2 separate regions of the Sus scrofa genome follow, and region 1 is linked to region 2. Evidence: chromatin contacts called from public HiChIP or PLAC-seq data. All regions are on one chromosome and are shown on one strand. The core of a region is the stretch at or near the end of the contact, and the rest is flanking DNA. Distances in the headings are between cores, read along the strand shown.

Region 1 (7,557 bases), core at 4,680-7,179, 69 kb after region 2:
TATAAAATAAATAACCAACAAGGGCCTACTGCATAGCACAGGGAGGTATCTTCGATGTTCTGTAATAACTTATATGGGAGAAAAGAACGGATATATATGTATAACTGATTGATTTTGCTGTATACTTGAAACTAATACAACATTGTAAATCAACTATAGTCCAATAAAAATTTTTAAACCATTAAATAATTATTTATTTATTTATTTGTCTTTTTGCCTTTTCTAGGGCCGCACCCATGGCATATGGAGGTTCCCAGGCTAGGGGTCTAATCGGAGCTGTTGCTGCCAGCCTATGCCAGAGCCACAGCAATGCCAGATCTGAGCCTCACCTGTGACCTACACCACAGCTCACAGCAATGCCGGATCCTTAACCCACTGAGCAAGGCCAGGGATCGAACCCCAACCTCATGGTTCCTAGTCAGATTTGTTAACCACTGAGCCTCAATGGGAACTCCCAAAAACCATTAAATAATTAAATAAATGAATAATCTAACCACAAGGCAGAGGTTGTCATATTGGAAAAAAAAAATCAAACTCTATGCTGTCTACAGTAGACACACTTCATATTTGAATAGGAAATAGGTTGGAAGTAAAAGGAGGGAAAACTATAAGACAGCTGAAGTGACTATACAAATATCAGAGAAATTAGACCTTAAAACAAAAAAGTTATAAGGGTTGATGAAGCACATTTTATAATGAGAAAAGGATCAATCCATTAGGAAAATATAACAATTATGAACATATATGCACCTAACACAGAGCTTTAAAATATATAAAATAGAAACTAACATAATTAAAGGGAGACATACACAATTCAATAATAAATAGTGGCATATTTAATACTCCATTTTTAATAAAAGCAGAAAGTCAACAATGACACAGAAGACTTGAACAACACTGTAAACCAACTAGACCTAATACACATCTATAAAATGTTTTACCCAATAACATCAGTGAATGCTCTGACAGGTCTGGGCAAATTAAATTAAAAATCTTATGGAAAGTATTCACCATTCTAAATTAAGAACATTTATGATTCATAGGAAGGGGTCAAAATATTAACATTAACAGGGGTATAGAAGAAGTTGATTCCAACCTTCATGGATGACTTTGAAGGGTTCAAGACTTTAGTGGAAGAAGTAAGTGAAATTAGAAACTAGAATTAGGGAGTTGCCGTCGTGGCGCAGTGGTTAACGAATCCGACTAGGAACCATGAGGTTGCGGCTTCGGTCCCTGCCCTTGCTCAGTGGGTTAATGATCCGGTGTTGCCGTGAGCTGTGGTGTAGGTCGCGGTGCAGGTCACAGACCCGCATTGCTGTGGCTCTGGTGATTCGACCCCTAGCCTGGGAACCTCCATATGCCACGGGAGTGGCCCAAAGAAATAGCAAAAAGACAAAAAAAAAAAAAAAGAAAAAAAAGAAAAAGAAACTAGAATTAGAAATGGAGGCTGAAGATGAGAGTGAATTCTGTAATTCATGATAAAATTTTAATGGATGAGGGTTATTGCCTAGGGATAAGCAAATAAAGTGGTTTCTTTTTTTTTTTTTTTTTTTTTTTTGTCTTTTTGCCTTTTCTAGGGCCGCTTCTACGGCATAGGGAGGTTCCCAGGCTAGGGGTCCAATCAGAGCTGAAGCTACCAGCCCACACCAGGGCCACAGCAACGCTGGATCTGAGCCGAGTCTGCAACCTACACCACGGCTCATGGCAACACTGCATCCTTAACCCACTGAGAAAAACCAGGGATCAAACCCACAACCTCATGGTTCCTAGTTGGATTCATTAACCACTGAGCCACGACGGGAACTCCTAAAGTGGTTTCTTGAGATGAAATCTGCTCCTGGTGAACATTTCTGAAGATAGCTGAAATGACAACAAAGGATTTAGAATATTACATAAACTTAATTGATAAAGCAGCAGCAGAATTTGAGAAGATTGACTCCAACTTTGGAAGAAGTTCTACTGTAGTAAAATGCTATCAAACAATATTGCATGGTACAGAGAACTCACTCGTGAAAGGAAGAGTCAATTGATGGGGCAACCTTCATTGTTATCTATTTTAAGAAATTGCCACAGCCACCCCAACCTCCAGCAACCACCACCCTGATCAGTCAGCAGCCATCAACACTGAGGCAAGACCCTCCACCAGCAAAAAGATTGCAACTCACTTAAGGCTCAGATGATGATTAGCATTTTTTAGCAATAAAGTTCTTTTATTTATTTACTTATTTTTGGCTACATCTGTGGCACACAGAAATTCTCAGGCCAGGGAGCAAATCTGAGCCACAATGCTTGACAATACCAAATCCATAACAGCTAGGCCAACAGGGAATTCCAATAAAGTGCTGTTAAGTTATGGTATGCACATTGTTTTTTTTAGAATAACATTATTGTACACTTAAGAGACTACAGTACAGTGTAAAAATAATTTTATGTGCACTCAGAAGCCAAAAATTCATGTGACTGGTCTTATTGCAATATTCACTTTATTGCAGTGGTCTGGAATCAAATCCATACTATCTCCAAGATATGCTTATAAAGATGTTACAAAGTAACAGTTATATATATATGTATGTGTATATATATAATATATACACACATATATATAATATGAGAAAAGAAGGCAATAGACATTGAAATCAGAGTCCAGCAAAAAAAAAAAAGTTAGTGCCCCTCTGGAAGGGAGTTTTAATTTTTTTTATTATTATTATTTATGATTTTTTTCCATTATAGTTGATTTACAGTTTTGTCAATTTCTACTGTAGAGCAAAGCGACCCAGTCATTCATATAAATATAAATATAAATATATGTGTGTGTACCTATATTTATGTGTGTGTGTGTGTATGTATATATTCTTTTTCTCACATTATCCTCCATCACGTTCCATCTCAAGTGACTGGATATAGTTCCCTGTGCTATACAGCAGAATCTCATTGCTTATCCACTCCAATGGAATAGTTTGCATCTATTAAGAGTTTTTAATATCTAAGATACTTTCCAGCTCTAATAATTAGGATTCTAAGTTCCTAAGTCCAGACAGCTGGCATTTGGGCTACCATAAAAGTTCCAAAAGTTCCATTCTTCTTCTTGGAACAACTTCTGAATGTTTGGCTTGTCCCAGTAGTCAGACTGCTGGGGGCTGGTTTGAAGTTTACACAAGAAATAAACAAATCTGGAATAAATCTAAACAAGTGACTCCTTAGCATATTTCTAAGAGCCTCCCTCTGAGTGGATGGCTTATTGTCTTCCTCCGCCTTTTAATTCAGTTCAAATGTATGTTTTGAATTTGTGCCTCCTGCCAGATGTGAGGTTTAGGTTTCTATACTTTATTCTTCTTCCAATTCAATCAACTGTTGCTGGGGCCTATTTTATGTAAAGCATCATGCTAACTGCTCTCGGAGATGCAAAAATGGGTAAACCATGATCCCTGTCAGGAGTTTATAGTGTATAAGGAGAGGCATATAAAACAACTTATTTTCATACAGAAGGTATGAAAATGGTACAAAGTAATTATAAGCTGTATACTGATGGAAAGGGGTCAGGGAAAGCTACACAAGGTCCATTCGTTTCTTCTAGGCCTTGAAGGAAGAGAAGAACTTCATTAGATAAAGAGGGGAAAGGAAGTTCCCTGGTGGCTCAGCAGGTTAAGGATCCAGCTTTGTCATTGCCATGGCTCGGGTGACTCCTGTGGCATGAGTTCAATCCCTGGCCCCAGAATTTCCACATGCCTCGAAAAAGGAGGGGAAGGATTTGTTTTCCCCTCTTAGGCTAAGCTCTTTGAGGGTAGAAATTATACTTTATTTATCCACATGTTCCTGAGATGTCCAGCAAAATACCCAACACAAGGGAAGAGTGCAATACATGTTTGTTCAATGAATGAATAATGAGTGGATTCTGGGTGGATAGAACAACATAAAGGAAAAGAGGGTGAAAGTGCACCTTAGGTTTGCAGCATAGTAAATGGTCTCCTGTGGTTGCTCTGAATGTAGTTTATGTGAGGAAAAGTTGTGGGATGAAATGGGCCATTTGAGTACCAGCTTAAGAAGGCCACACTAAGAAGTGATACTTAATTCAATGGATAGTAGTTAACTAGTTCCTCCTCTAGGGAAATAAAACACCCTCGTTCATCTTTGTAGCCTTAGTATCTAGAACAGTGCCAGGGATTTAGAAGTGAGACAACGAATGGCTAGATGAACGAATAATTTGATGATTTTTGAGAAAGGAAGTTACTTCATCCAGTCTTCTGCTTACTTTAATGATAACAATTCCTCTTATATACAATTTTATCATTACAGAAACATTTTTATTCTGTTATCTCGTTAAAGATTTTATTGATCTGCTGAACAAGTTTATTAGGAAAGGAGGGCAGGTATTATCTGCATTTCCTGGCAGATGTTATTGTTCTCATATCTAGTGTATGGAATCCAAAACTCTCCTTCCTCTGATATCCCTTCCTATACCTGAGGACTGGTGTACATGGACTTGAATCAAACAGCCATGTTGTGGGCAGCCTCAGTCTTGCTCCACACTCACCATTCTCCAGACTTCTCTATATCCCTCCAAACAGATCCGACTCTGCAATGCAGGGATCCTTCACTCACTGCTTAATGGAGAGCCTGGTAAAAATGTTCATCATGTTCCATGCAGCAAAAACTTCATCAAATTCTCCTTTAAACATTTCTGTCCTTCTCCCCAAGATTCCTCACCTGACCCTTCAATTCATCTCCCTCTTTCCTCTCACAATCTTGCCACCCCTTCCCACCAAAACAACCAACCAACAACAAAACCCTTAATGTTTTTTAAGCCTGCCATTTTTCAGCACAAACATTCCTTCCTGCAAAACAAAAGTCCTATTATTTTTGTTATGTTTTGTTTTGAATTGCCTCAAGCATCCTATCTGACGTCTCATTTCATCAGTTACAGATGAAGAGGGAATGAGATTTGGTCTATGGAGCTCCAGAGAACAAATTAATGAATGAGTAAGAGGAAATCAGAGAGAAATAAATGTTAATTCAGTATAACTTTCTTTCTTTCTTTTTTTTTTTTTTTTTTTTTTGGTTTGGAAGAAATCTTCATTTCTCAAGTGAAATAAAAATAAAATTGCAGGAGTTCCTGTCGTGGCACAGTGGTTAACGAATCCGACTAGGAACCATAAGGTTTTGGGTTCAATCCCTGGCCTTGCTCAGTGGGTTAAGGATCCGGCATTGCTGTGAGCTGTAGTGTGGGTCGCAGACCTGGCTCGGATCCTGCGTTGCTGTGGTTCTGGTGTAGGCCGGTGGCTACAGCTCCAATTAAACCCCTAGCCTGGGAACCTCCATATACCAAGGGAGCAGCTCAAGAAAAGGCAAAAAGACAAAAAAAAATAAAATAAAATTGCAGCAAGAGTTGTTACTGGTATGCCTGAGTCACTTTAGGAAAATTGCTGTCAAATCTTTGCTCTTGGAGATGAACTCTTCTCCCCTCTTCACCATTTCCATCTGGACAGTCTGTTTTTCTTCACCCACAACGACACACACACAATTGCAGGAAGAAAAAAAAAATCCAAACAATCGGCAAACCCCAAGTTCTCTAACTAGAGAGGGAGGAAAGGGAAAGAGGCTTGGAAGGACACCCCTCGTGGTGGCTTGTCCAAATGCTGGATTCTCAGCACCGGAATGGCATTGGGATCTGGTCTAGTTTATAGACAAGGAGGCAGGGACAAGTGTAGTGAGTTGGTGACAGATTGAGGGGAAATTCGGGGCCCCGATCCTGTGCTATGACAGCTGCCACTCCAACCTGGAGGGCACAGAATATTCAGTGTGCCAGATTCCTGACGCGCATGCCCCGGCCTCTTTCCCTGGCTTCATTCCACAGGTTTCAACTCTGTGAGCTCTCGCAGCTCTTCCAGCAGGTCAGCTGGCCCTTGGCAAGCGAGCTCACACTGCATGTCTATTTGAGGTGAACTGGATTTCCAACCTCACCACTGCTCTGGGCAACAAAGCCCAGGCTTGGGCTCTACCCCCAAAGCCCCATGGTTCCAGATCTCGTGCCCCCAGGCTGTGAGTCTGTCCCTGAGATGGGACACTCTCCTTTCCCCCCAGCCTGTCACACAACCCACCTGAGCTCTTCCTGTCCCTGCCCAGAGAGAGCTACCTGGGGGTTAGTAACAGTCTCACATAAGTACTAAGAGGAAAATGAAAAATATGGAATACTTCAAGAATTTGTGTGTCATCCTTGTGCAGGGGCCATGCTGATCTTTTCCATACCATTCCAATTTTAGTATATGTGCTGCCGAAGCAGGCACCAATATAATTTTCTAATAGAACAATCCAATAATGGAACTGGTTGCTTTAAAAAGCAGTGAGCTCTCTGTCACTACAAGTATTCAGGCGGGTCAGCTCCAAGTGCTGATCTCTGAAACCACATGTGACAGCCCTGCATATTTGAAAGACAGTGATCCTGTTGGCCCAAATCTTCTCTTCTCTAGGTTAAACATCTCCACCTCCCTCAAGATTCCTTATGTGATATGACTTTTTAGTATCCTATTATTACTCTTCTGGACTTAAACATGACTTGTCAATTTATGTGAATTTATTTCAAAAATATTTATTGAGTGTCTACGATATTTCAGATATTATCTGAGGAGCTGGGAATGCAGCAGAGAACAAAATGATGACCTTATCCTGGTAGAACTTCCTGTCTACTGGGAAAGAGAGACAATAAACAAGTAAAGTTTTAAAATGTCAGTGATAAGAAGTGCTAGGTAGAAAAGTAAAGGAGGAAAAATAAAAATTAAAAAAAGAAAAGGAGGAGTTCCTGTAGTGGCTCAGTGGTTAACAAATACGATTAGGAACCATGAGGTTGCAGGTTCGATCCCTGGCCTTGCTCAGTGGGTTAATGATCCGGCATTGCCATGAGCTGTGGCATAGGTCACAGATGCAGCTCGGATCCCGTGTTGCTGTGGCTCTGGTGTAGGCCAGGGGCTACAGCTCCGATTAGACCCCTAGCCTGGGAATCTCCATATGCCGTGGGTGCGACGCTAGAAAAGACAAAAAAACAAAAACAAAAACAAAAACAAAAAAGAAAGAAAGTAAAGAAAAGGAGGTAAGGTATAATCATAAAGGGATCATGTGTGCCAGGGGTTGCTGAGTTGCTGTTTTATTCAGCACAGTCAGGGCAGACCTCTAAAATAGGATGACCGTTGAGCAGAGTTCTAAAGGGATCAAGAGAGTGAGCCATCACATGGCTATGGGAAGAAGAGTCTAATCTAAGTAGATGGGACAAGTGCCAAAGTGCAGAGGAGTAAGTCTGGTTTATCTGGTGAACAAGGAGGCCAGTTTATCTAGAGTGTGTGGGCAAAGAGGAGAGAAGTAGCAGGAGGCGAATCACATAGGGCTTTGTATGCCAATTATAACTACTTTGATTTTTATTCTGAGATGGGAAGCCATTGGAGGCTTTGGAGAAGAGGAGTGACATGATCTGACTTTTGTTTGAAGAGCATTACTGTGGCCACCATGGAAGAAATAGAGCTCAGGAGCAAAAGACACATTCAGGGAGACCCAAGGACACACACAACCTGG
Region 2 (6,754 bases), core at 107-2,606:
CACGAAGGTGGTTATCAGGATTTTTGCTCTTTATGAGCAACTAATTAGGAGTCTTTATGAAGAAAAATTCATACTGAGTTTACAATCAGGGCTGAGTAAGTTTACTTGCTACATCCATTTATTTTAGCTTCTCAGATTGAGCAATGTATTTTTTTAAATAAAACTAATTCTCAGTAGATATCTATTTTACACAAAAAAATGACTAAAATATGGACTTGAAGTACCAAAAATTATTGTTCTCTTGTCCTGTTTGCCAGAGTCCAAGGAGTCAGACGCCTATTCCCATCATTCATTTTGGAAGGGCTCCAAAGGCTTCATTTTCGTGGAAATAAATCAAGAGTTCCTAAAGCCCCAACGGGCTCATCCACTTTGGCTTTTCACAAAATACAGCATATTAGAAACTAAAACATATCATTGCTTTATATTTCTCCTACACATATAGGTCTTTTCTTTAAAAATAAGTATCTGTGTTTTACTTTTGGAATATAATCATGTTACAACTTTTTGAAAAAGAAGGGTTTTTGTTTTTAATACCACACCCTAAAAAAACCTCTATGGGCTTTTTGGTGAATTTTCTTCCATGATATTTGCTGACACATCTGGTTTTTCCATGTCCGTAACCACTGTTTACATCTTGCCTGCTTGGGTCCTCTAAGGATGTGACATGGCTTTCATCCTTGACTCTTTCAATCCATTCTGCACAGAGCAGCCAGGGTGGATCTTTCTAAACTACAAATCAGACATATCTCTGCTCTGCTGTAAATCCTAACCAGGCTTCTCATGCCAAGCAGAACAAAATCCAAACTCTTCCCCAGGGCCCTACATGATCTGGCCCCTGCTGACCTTGGGGACTGCATCTCCCCCCACTTCCTCCTTGCTCACACCTTTCCAACCACATGGGCCTTCCTTCTGTCTCCTAGATGGACATTCACTGTTTTTCCTACTAAAATGTCAGCTCAGGGCTTGGTTTTTCTTCACGGCTATAACCGCCTAGCCTGTGAAAGCCACTCATAAATATCTGGAAGACCCAGTAAGGCTGTTTTTAATGACCCCTGGGTTTGCACATAAGGCTACGGAACTCTGTATTTCTCTTCAATAATCCATTTTATAGGCCTTTTCACAAAATGTTTCATGAAACTCACCCTTGCAAAGTAGCCTATTCAGACAGCTAAAGGACTCCAAAGCACAGAGAATCCAAGGCCATGGAGTCAAGACCCCTGGGAACTAATCCCAACTCAACCTGCATTAGCTCCGAGACCTCTAGCAAGGCTCTCAGCTTCTGTTCCTGTCTCTCCACCTATAAATAAAGGTATTACTTACATCTCTAAGGTCCCTTCCAGTGCTAATATTCCAGAGGCTCCCTGGCAGCAGGGGGAGACATTTCCCAACTCTCGGGCCCATGGAAACACTTACTGTGGCAAATCCACATTCCACCTTGCTGATTTTTTCGATGGATTCCACAGCATCTCTTCCGAGTTCTAAGAGGGTGGGGTCCCCCGTAGCACGGTAGAGATACATTGCGCTCTCAATGAGTTCTGCAAAGTTCAAGACAGACCCTGCTCACCCAGTGGCTGATCAGGGAAGGCCTGGGGCCTGCCTGGGGCAGTGAGGGGCTCCTCCCACCATACCTTGTCCACGGGGTCCCAATGAAGGGGGAACCTAGGACAACTCATTTAATACTAATCTTCAGAGCCAGTATATACCCAAAGTCTGAAGCTTTGTGAAAACCAGCATTAAAACAGACCTTCGACTCCCATTCCAAGAGGGGCCAGGCAGCCAGGCTCTGAGACAGGGAGGGTGACAGAGGTTGCTGCCTATCTCCCAATATCTATTCCTTCCTTCTTCCTTAGTAACTGAATAGCTAACTTTACCCAAGCACAAGACTGCCTGGACTAACAACTGTTCCCAGTAGTCAGTGTGGGATTAACATCCCTGACACCAAAGACAGCCATACAGGACCAGAAAATCAGAGGGAAATAAATTTATATTTGAATTAAGCTACTACTTTTTCTCTGTCACTTACAACCTAACCCAATCCTAAAACTTAGAGCATGAGCCTGTCATTATAAAGCTCTTTCCAAGCTAGGATGGACAAAAAGATGAAGGTGAAGATATTCAGGAATCAACTTTCAATCTAGCCAAGATGCTGCCATCAGTTCACTGTGCCCAGAACAAGTCAAGAGTCTTACCCTACTCTACACCACACCTGGAATTTGATGCTTAGACATGGATCCCGTCATAAGATGGCTATTAGCCAACGGGAGCTGGTCCAGATGAGAATATTCATTCCAGAGAAATGAAAACGCAGCAAAATGTGTTTACAGCTTTCAGATATCTAGAGCTATTATGGAAATGAAAGATTTGACCTCTAGGGTGGGCCCAGTGGGTAGAAGCTACAATTCCATAGACTTCCCACTTTTGCTTTTTTTTATTTTTTGCTTTCCAGGGCTGTATATGCAGCACATGGAATTTCAAATATTTGGAATCAATTTAGGGGTTAGGGGTTAGGGATCAAATTGAAGCTGCAGTCGCTGGCCTACACCACAGCCACAGCAACGCCAGATCCGAGCCACATCTATGACCTACACCACAGCTCACGGCAGCGCTGGATCCTTAACCCACTGAGTGAGGCCAGGGATCAAAGCCTCGTCCTCATGATACTAGTTGGGTTCATTACTGCTGAGCCACAATGGGGACTCCAGACTTCCAACTTCTTTACTGTCTTTTCTCGGAGAAGAAAGAATGCCTCACCCCTCCCTATACCAACCTCTCCTCCTGATGTTCTACTTCCTGTTTCCTCCTGGCCCTTGATCGGCACTTTTCTCGCTTTTGATTTATTACCTCAAACTCTATTTCTTATTTTTGGAGAGAAGATTGCCGCCTATCTCCCCAGTTTTCTCCTACTTCTCCTTTCCCTTTATCCCACAGGCCTCCAGACACCTGCTAATCTAACTGCAAATATTCTAAGACACAGACTGGGGTACATTTACTAGCAGATGAACACACTGTGCGTGTTCAAAGACAGAAAAGACGGTGGCCTCATGGGAGGCTTCTCCTTATGCTTCTGGCAGCTGGCTGGCTCAGTGTAGCCAGGACCAAGCATCTCATTTCTCGTTTTCTCTTACTCACATGGGCCTGCATAGGCTAATGACTGCTTTAATTTTCTGTATATCTGGCCAACTCTTTAGAAGAGGGTGACAGCCCAAAGCTTAGATTTGGACTTAGGGGGAAGTAATGGCCCACAGAGGCTTTTAGGCTTGGTTCAGTGCTCCAGCACTGCTGGTCAGATACATGGACCAGGGTGGCAGGCACTGGCCTATCTAATTATAGAATAGCACTTATCTCCCATTTGCTATTGCTTTGGGGTAGGAAGGGTCACTGGACTAAGGCATTCCTGGATGCCTGGCTGTGGTGCCTTCCTTTCCACTGTGCCTTCCTGCCAGCCTATCCTGCAAACAGAACAGATTGCCTCTACAAGTAGTGAGCCTCCTGCAACTGGTGGTAACTGAACAAAGACAACAAAACCACTTGGCCGGGCTATTACAGGGGGATTTCCATCAGAAGACCTCTCAGGTTCCCTCTAACCCTAAGAATGCACAAGTCTGTCTTACATTTAATCTTAAACTGTCTTCATCTCATCTATTGGTAACACGGGATACAATACCATCTGAGCATTTGCTTTTTTAAAAAAAAAAAAACAAAAAAACAAGGAGTTCCCATTGTGGCTCAGCGGTAATGAACCCAACTAGTATCCATGAGAACGCAGGTTCGATCCCTGGCCTCGCTCAGTGGGATCTGGCATTGCTGTGAGCTATGGTGTAGGTTGCAGATGCAGCTCAGATTCCCCGTTGCTGTGGCTGTGGTGCAGACCGGCAGCTGCAGCTCTGAATTGACCCCTAGCCTGGGAACGTTCATATGCTGTGGGTGTGGCCCTAAAAAGAAAAAAACAAACAACAACAACAAAAATGAATAAATGCATGAGAAATACTAAAAATGGCAACCCCTAAGGAATCAAAAGTGCCTAATTTGCTCTTTCCAGTTGCTGTTTTACTTCCTCTTCTGTTCCCCCTCCAGGACCCCTACAACAATCATTTAAAGGATTAGAGGGTAAGAGGAGGAAGGAAATGGGGTAGAGAAGGGCAGAATGGGCAGAAGCTACTAGAAGGCCCACCCCACATCTGAAAGGCATTCAGGTGGGAAGAGCCTAAAACAATAGTAACATAACTTATTTGGGGGGCGGGGGTGACTGTGTGCTGACTAAGCTTCCTTCCTCTGTCCGCCTTTCCCTTCCCCGCCTCACAATGTTGAAGTTTCCTTCAGTGAATCAGAAGATCGGAGCTGGAAAGGAACTCAGGAGAGTTATCAAGTATGTAGTCCCTTCCTTCTCTAAATCTTGACTTCTAAGCTGCAAATGGGGAGGTGGACGAGAAGAGATGATTCATTCCTAAAGTTCATTCCAAAGTTCTAACTTCCCATAGATGCCTAATTTATCTGACCTGACCCACCAACTTACAAATTTGGTTTCCACGTCTGAAATCTTGGTAGCAGGAACTCCAAAGGTGTTGACCTGGCTTTTTCCATCTCACTCACTTATCCAAGAGCAGAGTATGTAGTTAGGACACCTGGGTTCCATTCCTAGCTCCTACACTTAACTGCCTTGGGCAAAGCCATTTCAACCCACTAGGCTTCTGTTTCCTCCTCTGAAAATATGGGGATAAATAATTCCTAGCAGGAAAATCATCCAGAGCCACTGGAAGAAGCAGATGGGGGGGGGGGAGCTTTGAGCACTTGCAAGGGAGGCATGGAGCCTCATAGAAATGTGAGGTCTGGGGTTTGGAGACTCAGAGCTTGTGTGCCAGAGATGGACCAGAGATGCTGCTTACCCGGCCGGAGTGGGTAGCCCTCTCGCTTCTCCACTGTATATCCCTGAGGAATGTTGTAGAATTCTGGGAGCCCCCCAAACTGCTTCCAGACGGTGTAGTAGTTGAGGAAGGTTCTCATGGCATTGTCAATGTCCCCAATGAGGCTCTGTAGGAGAGAAGCAGTTGTCAGACAAGCAGCCACTAGGCAGAAAACCCACATCCCCAAACCCCACACAGGCCCTCAGGGAAAAGAAGAAGCAAAGGCTTACGAGCCAAAAAGATCTGCCATCAAACCCTGAGTCAGCTACTGACCCCTCATTCAGCCTCAAATCAGAAACTTGACTTCTCTGAGCCTCATCTATAACAGGCAAAATACAGTATATGTTTTATGTTGTTGTGAAAGACAGAGGTTGTATACAAGTCCTTGCCCACCAGTACATGCTCAGTCAACCCTGGCTACTAACAGTTTTTAAATAGATAAGTCAACCCATCTGATTCAAAATTCTAAGAATAAGAAAAAGTTGGAGTTCCCATTGTGGCTCAGTGGAAACAAATTCCACTAGTATCCGTGAGGATGCAGTGGTCCGGGATTTTGGGTTGCCATGAGCTGTGGTATAGGTCGAAGATGCAGCTCAGATACCCCATTGCTGTGGCTGTAGCATAGGCCAGAAGCTGTAGGTCCAATTCAACCCCTAGCCTGAATTTCCATAAGCCGCAGGTGTGGCCCTTAAAAGCAAAAAGAAAAGAAAAAGTTGATTGTACTAAGACTCACCCTGACCCTGGACCCCAGCGAATAACCACTTTGCATTAGTTTGTAAACATAAGCAAAGATGTCTGAGTGTATATTATTTTCCCCGCACTGAATATAGCTTATTAAATACACTGGTCTATGGTTCCCTCTATTCATTTAATAACATATCTCGATTTTTCCATGTAAGTACATAAAGCACTCCCTCCTCCTATTTATATAGTTGCATAGTTCCATTGCTTGGACTATGATTGAATTAGTTTCCTATTGAGAGTTGGCTTGGTTCCAATATTTCGCTATTGGTTGTAATAATCAATGCTGCAACAAATAACCCTACACATGTCGGCTGAAACATATGAGAAGTGTATATATAAGAAAAATTTCTAGAATTAGGACTGCTGAGTCAGGGGATATATGTATTTATAATGTTACTAGCTGCTACTAAGCAACAATCTTTTTTTTCTTTTTTAACTATTTTAGGGCCGCACCTGTGGCATATGGAGGTTCCCAGGCTAGGGTTCAAATCGGAGACACAGCCGCTAGCCTATGCCACAGCCACAGCAACTGGGGATCCGAACCTTTTCTGTGACCTACATCACAGCTCATGGCAACGCCAGATCCCCAACGCACTGAGTGAGGCCCAGGATTGAACCTGCATCCTCATGGATCCTAGTCGAGTTGTTAACCACTGAGCCAGCAAGAGAAGTCTGGTAGCTATCCATATTAATATAAGCTCACAGAAAAACAGCCAACCTTCTTGACATTTTCATCAGATTGTGTCAGGGGTAGAACTTGACATTTCCCAAACAAAATTCTTAGTTTCCTCGCTCCCCAGCAAGGTTGCCTCCCTACACTCACTTCTCTCCTTCTCAGTAAATGGCACCACTTCCAATGATTCTACTCTAGCCAGATGCCTATGGTCATCCTTGACTCCTCCCTCTCCCCCAACCACCACATCCAAGTCCATCAGCAACTCCTGTCAATTCCCTCTAAGACGTCAAGATTTTTCTATCTCCAGAGCCACCACCTGCGCACTAGCATCTTGACTGGGGTGACCTCAAAGGCCTTCCCACTGGTCGCACCACTAGTCTTCTCCTGACCACTCTCCCAAGGCATCCAGAGGAACTCTCTTACTGCAGTCTAC

What was found. HiChIP or PLAC-seq counts read pairs in DNA pulled down with a chosen protein or histone mark.
Region 1: a contact with region 2 is called in an H3K27ac HiChIP or PLAC-seq map of skeletal muscle. The contact joins two enhancer-like sites. A contact is called at or near these places in 19 of 47 Hi-C or Micro-C datasets (adipose tissue, blood, brain and 12 more) and 2 of 2 datasets of contacts at active chromatin or transcription factors (alveolar macrophages and skeletal muscle).

What each region holds. Positions count from the first base shown.
Region 1 is chr17:38,549,307-38,556,863 of Sscrofa11.1, forward strand. No RefSeq gene overlaps it. Among named protein-coding and RNA genes, the nearest start is that of PROCR, 20 kb to the left of the region's middle. Within about 2 kb of position 5,930, at least 7 of the 83 cell types and tissues checked have an H3K27ac peak or open chromatin away from gene starts, as enhancers often do. A contact at or near this core is called in skeletal muscle, where this site is marked.
Region 2 is chr17:38,485,330-38,492,083 of Sscrofa11.1, forward strand. EDEM2 (ER degradation-enhancing alpha-mannosidase-like protein 2) reads right to left here. Exons shown (of 11, transcript XM_003359958.5): 9 at 4,884-5,028; 10 at 1,414-1,535. Among named protein-coding and RNA genes, the nearest start is that of TRPC4AP, 20 kb to the left of the region's middle. Within about 2 kb of position 1,357, at least 5 of the 83 cell types and tissues checked have an H3K27ac peak or open chromatin away from gene starts, as enhancers often do. A contact at or near this core is called in skeletal muscle, where this site is marked.